3 separate regions of the Mus musculus genome follow, and all the other regions are linked to region 2. A link is a contact called in public HiChIP or PLAC-seq and promoter capture Hi-C data. All regions are on one chromosome and are shown on one strand. The core of a region is the stretch at or near the end of the contact, and the rest is flanking DNA. Distances in the headings are between cores, read along the strand shown. Region 1 holds the start of Slc16a13 (solute carrier family 16 (monocarboxylic acid transporters), member 13). Region 2 holds the start of Polr2a (polymerase (RNA) II (DNA directed) polypeptide A). Region 3 has its middle 15 kb from the start of Slc16a11.

Region 1 (3,262 bases), core at 322-2,821, 460 kb after region 2:
CTGCTTTGCACGCCCACAGACCTGGGTGTTCACAGTGCTGGGTTTTAACACTTTCTAGCTGTGTGACTTTGTGTGTTCTGCTTACTCTCCCAGGCTCAACCACCTCATCTGCAAAATGGGGTTAACACACCTTATAACAGTGGGTCCTGACCTTCCTAATGTTTTGACTCTTCAATACATGTTGTGGTGACCCTCCTCCCCCAAACCAGAAGATTATTTTCATTACTACTTCCTAACTGTATTTTTTCTACTGTTACGAATCGTAATGAAAATATCTGAAGTCAGAGCATCTGCTATGTGACCACCCCCCCCCCCCATGAAAGAATTGAGCAACTCTCCCAACGGGATCGCTACCTACGTGTTGAGAACCGCTGCTCTATGGGATCTGGGAAGACAAAAGATAGTGTTCCTAAAGTACCTAACACAGAACTTTGGAATAAGAGCCCCATCTCTACTGTTTTTGGCTACATTAATCTTCCATTGCCCGGGTATGTAAGCATCGAAAGCGTCACTATTAATTTTTTAAGTAAGCAATGATATCTATTTCGGTCTCTACCTAGCGCAATCTTAATAACAACCTCCCTTCTACCCTCCAGTCCGATGGGTTTGGGCTTGTGTTTTCTGGATTATCTCTGACTTAGTCATTCAGTTTAAGAATTCCCTTCAGGGCATAGGTTCTCCCTGAGCCTTTTTGGAAAGAGGTGGAAGAAGGTGAAAAACCCAGAAGCTTGAGATACAGGCCTTAGACTTCTGCCCTTGCCCAGGGTCTCACCTGACAGCAGCCCAATACTCAGGTATAGGTGGGTCAAGGAGGTAGCAAATGAAGCAAGCAGCATCCCCAGCGCAGCCAAGATGCCCCCAGTCATCACCACAGGCCTGGGCCCCAGCTTCGTGCTCAGGGCACTGCCTATTGGGCCTAGGGAATTGGAATGGGTTCTGCGAGGTGGTCTCCGCCACCCTCCCTCAGCATCCTCCCGACCCTTTCCCCTTTCTGGTCCCCAAATTCCCTCTTTTCTCCGAGGGTGGCAGGCCACCGCACCCGGACGCCGCACTCACTCCCAAACTGCTGCACCGCGATCCCTATGGAAGCGATCCAGGAGACTCTGGCTGCCTGCTCCTCAAACGCCGCCACAAATTCCACGAAGAAGACACCGAAGGAACGGAGTACCCCAAACACGAGCGCCGACTGGAAGAACGCTGAGAGCACCACCATCCATCCCCAGCCCCCGTCGGGGGGCTCAGCCCTGCGCACCATTCCGAAAGGAACAAAGGGGCAACTCCTAAGAGCCCCTGCCTGATCTGGGCTTTAAATCGCTCACTTTGGCCCTCCCACCTACCCTGCAGGACGCTCAGCGCTAAGCTGGGGCTGGTAGCTAGGAAGTTACTGATAAAGCATGTGGCGCCTGCGCCTTTCCCCAAGAGGAAGGAGGCCCTATAAACCGGGACCTGCCACCGACACAGGGCCGGGTTAGACCGCAGCTGAGATCCAGACTCCAGCCAGATGATTTCTTTAGTGGTCAGAAAATAAAACCAGGTTCGGGCCACAACCCTAACGAGAGGTAGTCTGGTTGTGGATTATGTTATCTTTGAGGATTTAACACCTGCCTAAGTGGGCCAACATCCAACACTTGGTTCGCCAATTAGGATGCAGGTCTCCAGAGCAGGGGGTGGATCTGGAGGGGCTGGGCGGGGTTTACAGCATTGTTCAGGACCTGCAGTGAGAGAGGGGCGCATGCGTAGGGAGGGGCATGAGGAAGATAGGTCCCACGTGACAAGGGACCTAACCCTGAGGGTTCTGCGGTTCTGCAATCACATTTCCAGACTTGCATCAAAGGGCTGGTTGTGGATAAACTGGTCCTGGCCAGGCAGAAACTCACTTGCTTAGTGAGGGATCCAAAAATTGCCATGCAGCGTGGGTATGAAGGGACAGGTTATGAGGTAAGAGTCAAACTGACAGAGCACCTGGGACGACTAGAAAAGCCCTGAAAATTCTAGACGGCTGAGCCGAGGGCGGCGGAGGAAGAGGGAAGACAGGAACGCGCAGACTGTGATCCTAGCTGCTCGGGAGGCAGAGGCAAGCTCATGGTCAACGTGGGCAATTTAGCTAGACTCCGTCTCAATTTTGTTTTTCTTTGTGTTTTTGTTTTTTACATAATTAAAAGGGGGGTTACAGGACCCATTGAACTGGTCCTGGTTCAATTCCCAGTATTGCTGTTATAAAGCGGGGAGGCGGGGAACGAGGACCGGTGACGACCCGGAGTCCTGGCATTCGTTTCTGTAATGAGAATTATTTTCCTGCCGTTTCCGACCCCACTAGCAGGAAACTAGCAGGTCACTGAGACCAAAAATAACTGAGAAGAGGAAGGGCGGCTGTCACACCACCAGAGTCCCCCATTACCACCTACTTTTTCCTCAGCAGTGCTGGAAGCTTTCTCTTAGCCTTCTAGTACTGGCCACTTCCTAACCAGTTGTTTTGTTTTTTATCTTATGCTGAACACCTTGAGAGAGGCAAGCTATGACCCTGGTCTCTGGAGCAGTCAGCCTCTTATCTAACCAGAGCTCTAGAGGCACTGCCCCCTCACCTCCTGAGAGCAAAGACTTGGGCTTTTCTTTTATGGTACCTCAGGCTCCCCAGGACTCTGACCTTTGAAACCTTGGGCTGGGAATTCATATGCAGAACAATGGGGAAAGAGGCAAACGAGAGGGGGATGGTATAAGAAGTTATGCTTTTAAGAAATCACACTGTAGGGGCTGGAGGGATGGCTCAGCAGTTAAGAGCACTTGCTGTTGTTCTTTCAGAGGAACAAGGTTCAGGTCTTGTCAGCTCCCGCACTGTTCCAGGGGATCTGACACCTTCTTCTGGCCTCCACAGGCATGTACCCATCTGGGTCACTTAAATACATGTAGGCAAAACACTACACATAAGGCCTGTCTGCAACCCCAGCTATTGAGACCGGGCTAAGAGGGTAGCAAGCTTAAGGCATGCTGGGACTTCAGACTGAGGTAAAGGCTAATCTGGGCAATTTAGTGAGATCCGATCTTAAGGAACTTGGCTGTGTTGGCATGTTCCTGTTACTCTGGTGCTTAGGAGGCAGAGTCGAGTTTGAAACCAGCCTGAGCTACATACAAGACTGCCTCAGAAGCCCAAAGAGGGGCTAGAGCGATGGCAGAGCAGGCGAAGCAGAGCTGATGCCTCGAGTTCAATCCCTGAAACTCCCTGGAGAGTGGAGAGTGACTTCATAGAGTTGTCCTCTCACCTCCA
Region 2 (3,456 bases), core at 864-3,363:
AATACCAAGAGCTTCAAATACATGTAGCCAAGTGGTCAAGAGCACTTGCCTAGCATGCACAAGGCTGACTTTCAGTCCCAGCAAAATTCAGCCTGGGCTATGAGCTCCAGGATAGCCAGTGCTACATACAGAGACCCTGCTTCAAAAGCAAAACAGAACAAAACCCTGAAAAATCAAACCCTGTCCATCACAGTACAAATTTGTTTCCCAATATACTTATTTTAGTTCTGTTCTAGAGCCTCTGATAAAAGTGGCCCATGTCTGCCTTACTCTTTTAGTACAATGCTTAGCTTACTGTAGGATCATCAGAAAATTTACCTTTATTTATTAATGTAAGGTTTGTCCTCTGGTATCAGCTCCCCTAAAATCCTGTTCTTTCTTAATGTTTTATTACTTTAATTATCTGGAATTTATTTTGTGTCGGTCTGTGAGGTCTTGGATGTCCAGAAACCTGATGTAGGGCTTTGTTTTTTTTTTTTTAAGATTTATTTATTATATGTAAGTACACTGTAGCTGACTTCAGACACTCCAGAAAAGGGCATCAGATCTCATTACAGATGGTTGTGAGCCACCATATGGTTGCTGGGATTTGAACTCATGACTTTCGGAAGAGCAGTCAGTTCTCTTACCTGCTGAGCCATCTTACCAGCCCTGATGTAGGTTTTTCTGTTTTTTCTTTTGAGTTCTGCTATAGTTGAGCCCTTACCCCAACAGGACTGCCTCAGTCTAGAATCAGCTGTTTAATTCCACTCTCTATTCCTCTCAGGAGGAAGAAGTCCAAGTCTCCAAAAGCTATCCCTTGTCTATCCTCACCCACTTCACATCAGCTCTTTACGGAGCTTCTGTACATGCGTGTGTGTATAAGTTACTACTGTCACCTTTATAATTACCCAGTGGTTTCCTACTGAAAACAGAAATTTGGACTCTCTAGAGCGTAATTTACAATATCCCGTGCTTCTTCAGTGCACTCTCCGCACCCACTAACCCTGCCTGCCCCAACACTGGCTTTTCAGTCTCTAGAATACAAGTTTATTTCCCTCTCAGTCCCATGACACTTGTTTCCTCCACCTAAAAAAATAGCTCTGATGACTGATATTACTTGGGAATGTCACCATCCCTGGCAAGTATGTCTTCCAAACCCTGACACCATTCAATTTCAGTGACTTCTTACAGCATTTCCTCATTTTGCTTTAATCTAGGTACTTATTTTTGCTCATTTCTTTTTGTTCTTAAGCTCTCTTCTCTGTTTTTCCCATAGTGTTTTAGAAGGTAGAGTTTCTGTTATATTTATTGTGCAGCTGTGTTCCTAGTGTCTGATTACTGTCACATAGCAGGATGCTCAATATTGGTGAAAGAACTAAAACTGGGGATCCACTTCCTGTACAACTTTCAACCCTGTCTCGTTGAACCGCAGCAATGCTCAAGTATGGAAACATCTTTCTTCTCTGTCCAGTCAAGCACTCATCTCAGGCATAGCATTTCGCTTGTTTAAGTCCTGGCATAATTTAACTTTTGAAGGCTGGACCCCCGCACAACATCAGCATCACTGACCCATCTTCCCAGAGGATCATCAGCCAAAGGCATAGCAGAGAGACGGGCGGACTATCTTACCAATTCATCCGGACTCAGGACTCCGAACTGCACTCTCTTGATGGTGCGCAGCGGGCATGCGCTGTCCCCGGAGGGGGGGCCACCCCCGTGCATGGCGAGGCAGGCGCGCTGCGCAGGCGCAAACCTCGCTACAAAAAGCCTGCGCCACCGCCGCCTAAGTGCTCAGAACCCGTCCGGGCGGCCACCAGGAAAGACCTCCCGGGATAGGGAGGGAAAGGCTGGAGGAGGGAAAGGTGGGGGAGGGGGGAAGGGGGGGGGAAGGCAGAGGAACGAAAAGGGCTGAAAGAAAGCCTTTTCTCCCTTTCCGGAGATTCGTCGGCTCCCAAAAAGGAAACAAAAGAAGGGAGGAGAGGAGGAGGTTTTGGGAGGGAGGAAGAAGAAAAGGGGTAACGAATAAATAAGTAACCGGGATCCTGAACGGCAGAGGTTACGGCAGTTTGTCTCTCCCCCTTCCGGGAGCCACCTTCTTCTCCAACCGTCCCGGTCGCGCTCTCGGCGCTTCTGAGGAGAGAACTGGCTGAGTGACGCCCTTTATAGATTCGCCCTTGTGTCCCGCCCCTTCCTTTCCCGCCCTCCCTTGCGCTACGGGGCCGCCCGCACCGGCCTACACGGAGCGCGCGCGGCGGAGTTGTTGACGCTAGGGCTCCGGCTCCCTGGTTGGGTGTTCTTTCTGACGCGACAGGAGGAGGAGAATGTTCCTGGTCCTGTCGTCCTCCTTTCGGGTTTCCCGTGCACTCAAACCGAGGACTTACAGAACGGAGGATAAAGTTAGGCCATTTTTACTCAGCTTCGGAGTTCAGGCTCATTTTCAGCTAAAGTCTCTCATTAGTATCCCCCCACACACATCGGGAAAATGGTTTGTCCTACGCATCGGTAATGAAGGCGGGGCCCTTCGGGTCCTCCGGAGCGGGTTCCGGGGGTGGGGGGAAGGAGGGAGGGACGGGACGGGCCTCGTTCATGAATATTCAGTTCACCGCTGAATATGCATAAGGCAGGCAAGATGGCGCGTCCAATCAATTGGAAGTAGCCGTTATTAGTGGAGAGGCCCCAGGACGTTGGGGCACCGCCTGTGCTCTAATAGCTTTACGGAGCCCTGGCGCTCGATGTTCAGCCCAAGCTTTTCCCGAGCCCGGAGGCCTATTCTGAAAGTAGAATGGCTGCTACCCAGGAGCCGCAGATCACGCGACCGTGACAATCTGAGAAAAGCAGATTAGCGGTGGGGCAGAATAGGGATGTCTTGGGGAATTCGGGGTCAAGGAAACCCTACACCTTTCAGACGACTTCAGAAATAAGGTGGCGGCTGAGTGTTTCAAGGGAATCTCCCAAAAGAGCATGTTTCCACTCCTTTTCAAAGCAAAGCCAACTGCTCAGCCAACCACAGTGATTCATTCATGCTTGATGTCAGCGTTACATCACCGCTCGGACAGGGAGCACCACCACTGAGGAAAGCAAAATACCTTCCAAAGGAAAGGAAACACGCCCCTCCCCCAGTGCTGGCTGTTCGCCTGACAAGCTGCATTCTTCGTTCTTCATCTCCAGCGCTCTTCTCTTTCCTGCCTGTGGGATTAATCCCCTTGACCCACTACCAGGCTTCCTTAGTCCTCTGGATCTGAGACCTCGCTGCTGAGTGATGCCCTTATTCCCTGTTCCCAGCCCCAATTCCATACCCTGGTTCCTGTACATGCTCCCGGTCTCTCCTCTCCACTTAGTCCCAAGTCACCCTTGAATCCTAGGGCATCTCTCTCCACACCAGTTTTTTGCTTTAATATATATTTTTTATTTTGTGTGTAAGCACGCCACAGCGAATGTATAGAGAGAATAATCTGTAGGAGTCGGTTCTCTCCA
Region 3 (3,417 bases), core at 256-2,755, 440 kb after region 2:
TTTCCTCCTAGGTTCACAGGTTAAATGGGCAGAAGCTTACTGAAGACTCACGGATCACAGAGCTCTCCTCCGCCCACCCATCTACCTACTCTATTTAAATACATCCTTAAACAGTGTTACTTCTTTGTAGGCATTTCTCCTACCACTCTATAAATGCTAAATCATTCAATCCCCAGTCCACTTGAGATGCCCTGACAAAATGCTGTAGACCAAATAATTTATAAATGATAGAAATGTATTGGTCATCGATCTGGAGGCTGGAAAGCCCACAGCGTGCGTCAGTGTCTCCTAAGACCCAACTCTCTGCTTCACAGATGGTTCTGTCTAGCAGAAGGGGGTCACAAGCTCTCAGACCTTTTACAAAGACCTTAACTTCATTCACTTAGTAGCCTCAGGAGATCCCCACCTCCTGATACGATTGTGATGGGGATTAGATCTCACGCATGGACTCTGGAGGGATATAAACATTCAGATCGTAGGACTTATCATCATCTTTCCCATGAATTAGGGAACTGTTACATAGTATCAAATACTATGGTCCCTAATTGGCTAAGGCAGAACTAGAAGGCAGCTGGCCTCCTTTCTGGATTCATATTCTAGCTACCATCCAACAGAACCTCTTGAATCTGTGTGCATTAGAGCACTCATGTTCCATGCTGAATATAACATGTTTACTGTTAATGAGTTTTCTATGGTACCCAGAGCCTCACACATATTAAACATATATTCTGCTGCCAAGCTATTCTCTGGACTTTTTTTTTCTTAATATTTATTTATTTACATGAGTACACTGTCACAGTCTTCAGGCACACCAGAAGAGGGCATCAGATCCCATTACAGATGGTTGTGAGCCACCATGTGGTTGCTGGGATGGGAACTCAGGACCTCTGGAAGTACATCAATGCTCTTAACCGCTGAGCTATATCTCCAGCCCTTCTCTCTGGACTTTTTACTTCTGTTTGTTTTGGGGTTTTGTGTGTTTGCGCTCTCTCTCTCTCTCTCTCTCTCTCTCTCTCTAGCCCTGGCTGGCCTGGAGTTCTGTATGCAGACCAGACTGTTATTCAATTACAATCTCCAGCGTGCTGAGATTAAAGGCTTGCACCATCACGCCTGGCTCTTTTTACCTTTTACTTCCGGACAAAGTCTTACTAACTTGCCCAGGCTAGCCTTTATCTCTATAGAACAGGCAAGTCTTAAATATTCAATTTCCATGCCTTGGGCTCTAAAGGAATTAGGCTAATTGGCCTAAACTTCCAGGCTCAGTGACTGTTATTTTTTTTTAAAGGACATGTATTTTAAAAATGTATTCATCTACAAAAAACTCACTGAGTCTATTATGCTCTGACACCCACCCAACATAGCTGTAGCCATTTTGTTCTGTGCCTGCCAGCTATTTCATATTGTTGCTGTAACATGCCTGCCAGTCATTGACACAGAGCAGTGGCTTGGCTCAGACACCCTGACCACACACCCTGTTTTGTTCTGTATGTTCTGAATGAGGGTTGCTAATCTTAAGAAATACCACAGAGTTTTACATGGGACCCATTAAGTCAAAGGTCACGATGAGTTGTTAGGTCTAAAATAGCCTGAGTCAGAGCTGACCACTGGGCAGCCCTTCCTGTGTTTGAGCTCAGTGTGGTTTTTGTGGCTGACACTGAAGAATGCGACTAATAAACCAAAACGTTATGACTATAATGCTCATGCTCTGTTATCTCAATGTTCTGAAACTCCCCTGTCCACCACCCATCCACCACCCCATCCGCTTAAAGGTTAGCTGATGATACTTTGCCTAGGAAGCCAACTGCTCCCACTCATTGCCCTTTAAATTTTGGAACCTAGTACCTGGTTTTTCCTATAAAATGCCTACCCTGAGAGCAGACTAGTACCGCAATTAGGCCTCTGAGTCCTTTTCAAGGCCCTGAACATTCGGAATTAAGGTATGCATTCGCTAAACTATTCTCAATTAGCTGAGATCGGTGTTTGTATGGTTTGACTGCAACTCCTGAACCTCAACGAGTTCACTGTTGATTGACTTCTTATCAATTATTATGGATCATAATGAAATGGACATGGGATGGAGTCTTTGGCTGTGAGAAAAGAAAATCAACCTTTGAGTTGTTTCAGGAATACAGACTCTAACAAAGGGGTTGACTGGCTAATGTCATGTTTTGTAGACGCCTATCTAAGCATTCGTTATTTTAGAATCTTGCTTCCCGTATTTTCGAGTCCGTAAAGGTGCTCACCTCTCAAGCATTTGCATAAACACTCGGGAAGGGTTAGGTTAAGCTTGTTTACCCAAGGACAACAAGGAAATAAACTCAAAGACCACGAGCCTCTTAAGAGCCACCAAGAAGCCAGGATAGGTAGTACATATGTGTAGGTTCCAGCTTCCCAGGACATTGAGGTGAGAGGATCTTTTCAGCCCAGAAGTCAAGGTCAGCTTGGGCAACACAGGGAAGCTTCCTTTCAATAAGAAGAAGGGATAGAAGACGAGAGGAAGAAAAGGAAGGAGGAAGGGAGGAGAAAGAGAGAGAGAAGAGGAGAGGAGAGAGCCAGGCAGGCCTTATATATTGTGGAGTTCAGTGTGGAGCCTTAGCTCAGTGCTTCGAGCACCCACTGGCCCCAGTCCTAAAACTTCTGCTCTAAAGCCTCAGGCACCAGCTTTTTATCTCCCAAATCCCGGATGCAGTGAGGTGGAAACTCATTCCCTAGAAATCAGGGTCTCCAGGGGCCGCAGCTGAGGGCATAACACTGCCTCCCAAACGTGTGGTGAATGAAGGGCAGTCTCCTCGCAAATGGCTCCCCGTCACGGATCAAGGAAAGGGGAACTCCTTTGAGAGTTTGAAATTCGGTTACAGAAAACTCGGGAAACCTATTTGAATGCACTAGAGAACAGCAATCCTCAGCGAGGGAGGCTGCCAGGGTTTTTGTTTGTTTGTTGTTTGTTTGTTTTTGCAAAACAGGGGCAGGAGAAAGCTTTCAGAGGAAATAATTTTGGGTTGGACAAGGTTTGTAAAGGAGATTTGTGGCAGATAAGAGGAACTCAGCTCAGAGCAAATGCACTGAAAGGGAAAAGATCTAAAAGAAGAGGGTATATGCCGGCCAGCCGGCCGCCAGGTCATGAAACCTTCAGACCGGCAACTTGTCCAGACTTCACCAGTCCTCACCGGACTTCACCCAGGCATCTGCCTTGATCTTGAAAGCAGGCCCTCAGATGCCTTGGTCCAGAAGAACACCTTGGTAGGAGTGTTGCACAAGGTATGCTTTTGCCTGGAGTGTCCTTATTTCACTCATTGCTGACCTCCTGGACACTCAGGTTTGGTAGCTCCCACAGGGTGTCTAGTGTACATTCCCACAGCCTCAGGGAAACCTGTAATCCAACTCCTTCTCCCTCCCACCCCCCACTTCTGGCTTTTA

What was found. Promoter capture Hi-C pulls out the DNA fragments that hold promoters and counts their contacts. HiChIP or PLAC-seq counts read pairs in DNA pulled down with a chosen protein or histone mark.
Region 1: a contact with region 2 is called in a promoter capture Hi-C map of pre-B cells. The contact joins the promoter of Slc16a13 here to the promoter of Polr2a in region 2. A contact is called at or near these places in 13 of 39 promoter capture datasets (the 3T3-L1 cell line, 3T3-L1-derived adipocytes, the SN4741 cell line and 8 more), 2 of 484 Hi-C or Micro-C datasets (LSK cells and cortical neurons) and 5 of 115 datasets of contacts at active chromatin or transcription factors (embryonic limb bud, extraembryonic endoderm stem cells, large pre-B cells and 2 more).
Region 3: an HNF4G HiChIP or PLAC-seq map of pancreatic cancer cells shows a contact between it and region 2. The contact joins the enhancer-like site here to the promoter of Polr2a in region 2. A contact is called at or near these places in 13 of 39 promoter capture datasets (the 3T3-L1 cell line, 3T3-L1-derived adipocytes, the SN4741 cell line and 8 more) and 2 of 115 datasets of contacts at active chromatin or transcription factors (bone marrow-derived macrophages and pancreatic cancer cells).

Annotation. Positions count from the first base shown.
Region 1 is chr11:70,219,423-70,222,684 of GRCm38.p6, forward strand. It overlaps Slc16a13 (solute carrier family 16 (monocarboxylic acid transporters), member 13), which reads right to left and starts at 1,572. Exons shown (of 4, transcript NM_172371.3): 1 at 1,057-1,572; 2 at 773-916. The coding sequence starts at 1,255.
Region 2 is chr11:69,756,520-69,759,975 of GRCm38.p6, forward strand. It overlaps Polr2a (polymerase (RNA) II (DNA directed) polypeptide A), which reads right to left and starts at 2,114. Exons shown (of 29, transcript NM_001291068.1): 1 at 1,612-2,114. The coding sequence starts at 1,704. Slc35g3 (solute carrier family 35, member G3) reads right to left here. Exons shown (of 2, transcript NM_019871.2): 2 at 3,365-3,456.
Region 3 is chr11:70,196,991-70,200,407 of GRCm38.p6, forward strand. No RefSeq gene overlaps it. Among named protein-coding and RNA genes, the nearest start is that of Slc16a11, 15 kb to the right of the region's middle. Within about 2 kb of position 1,506, at least 54 of the 459 cell types and tissues checked have an H3K27ac peak or open chromatin away from gene starts, as enhancers often do. A contact at or near this core is called in the SN4741 cell line, bone marrow-derived macrophages and pancreatic cancer cells, where this site is marked.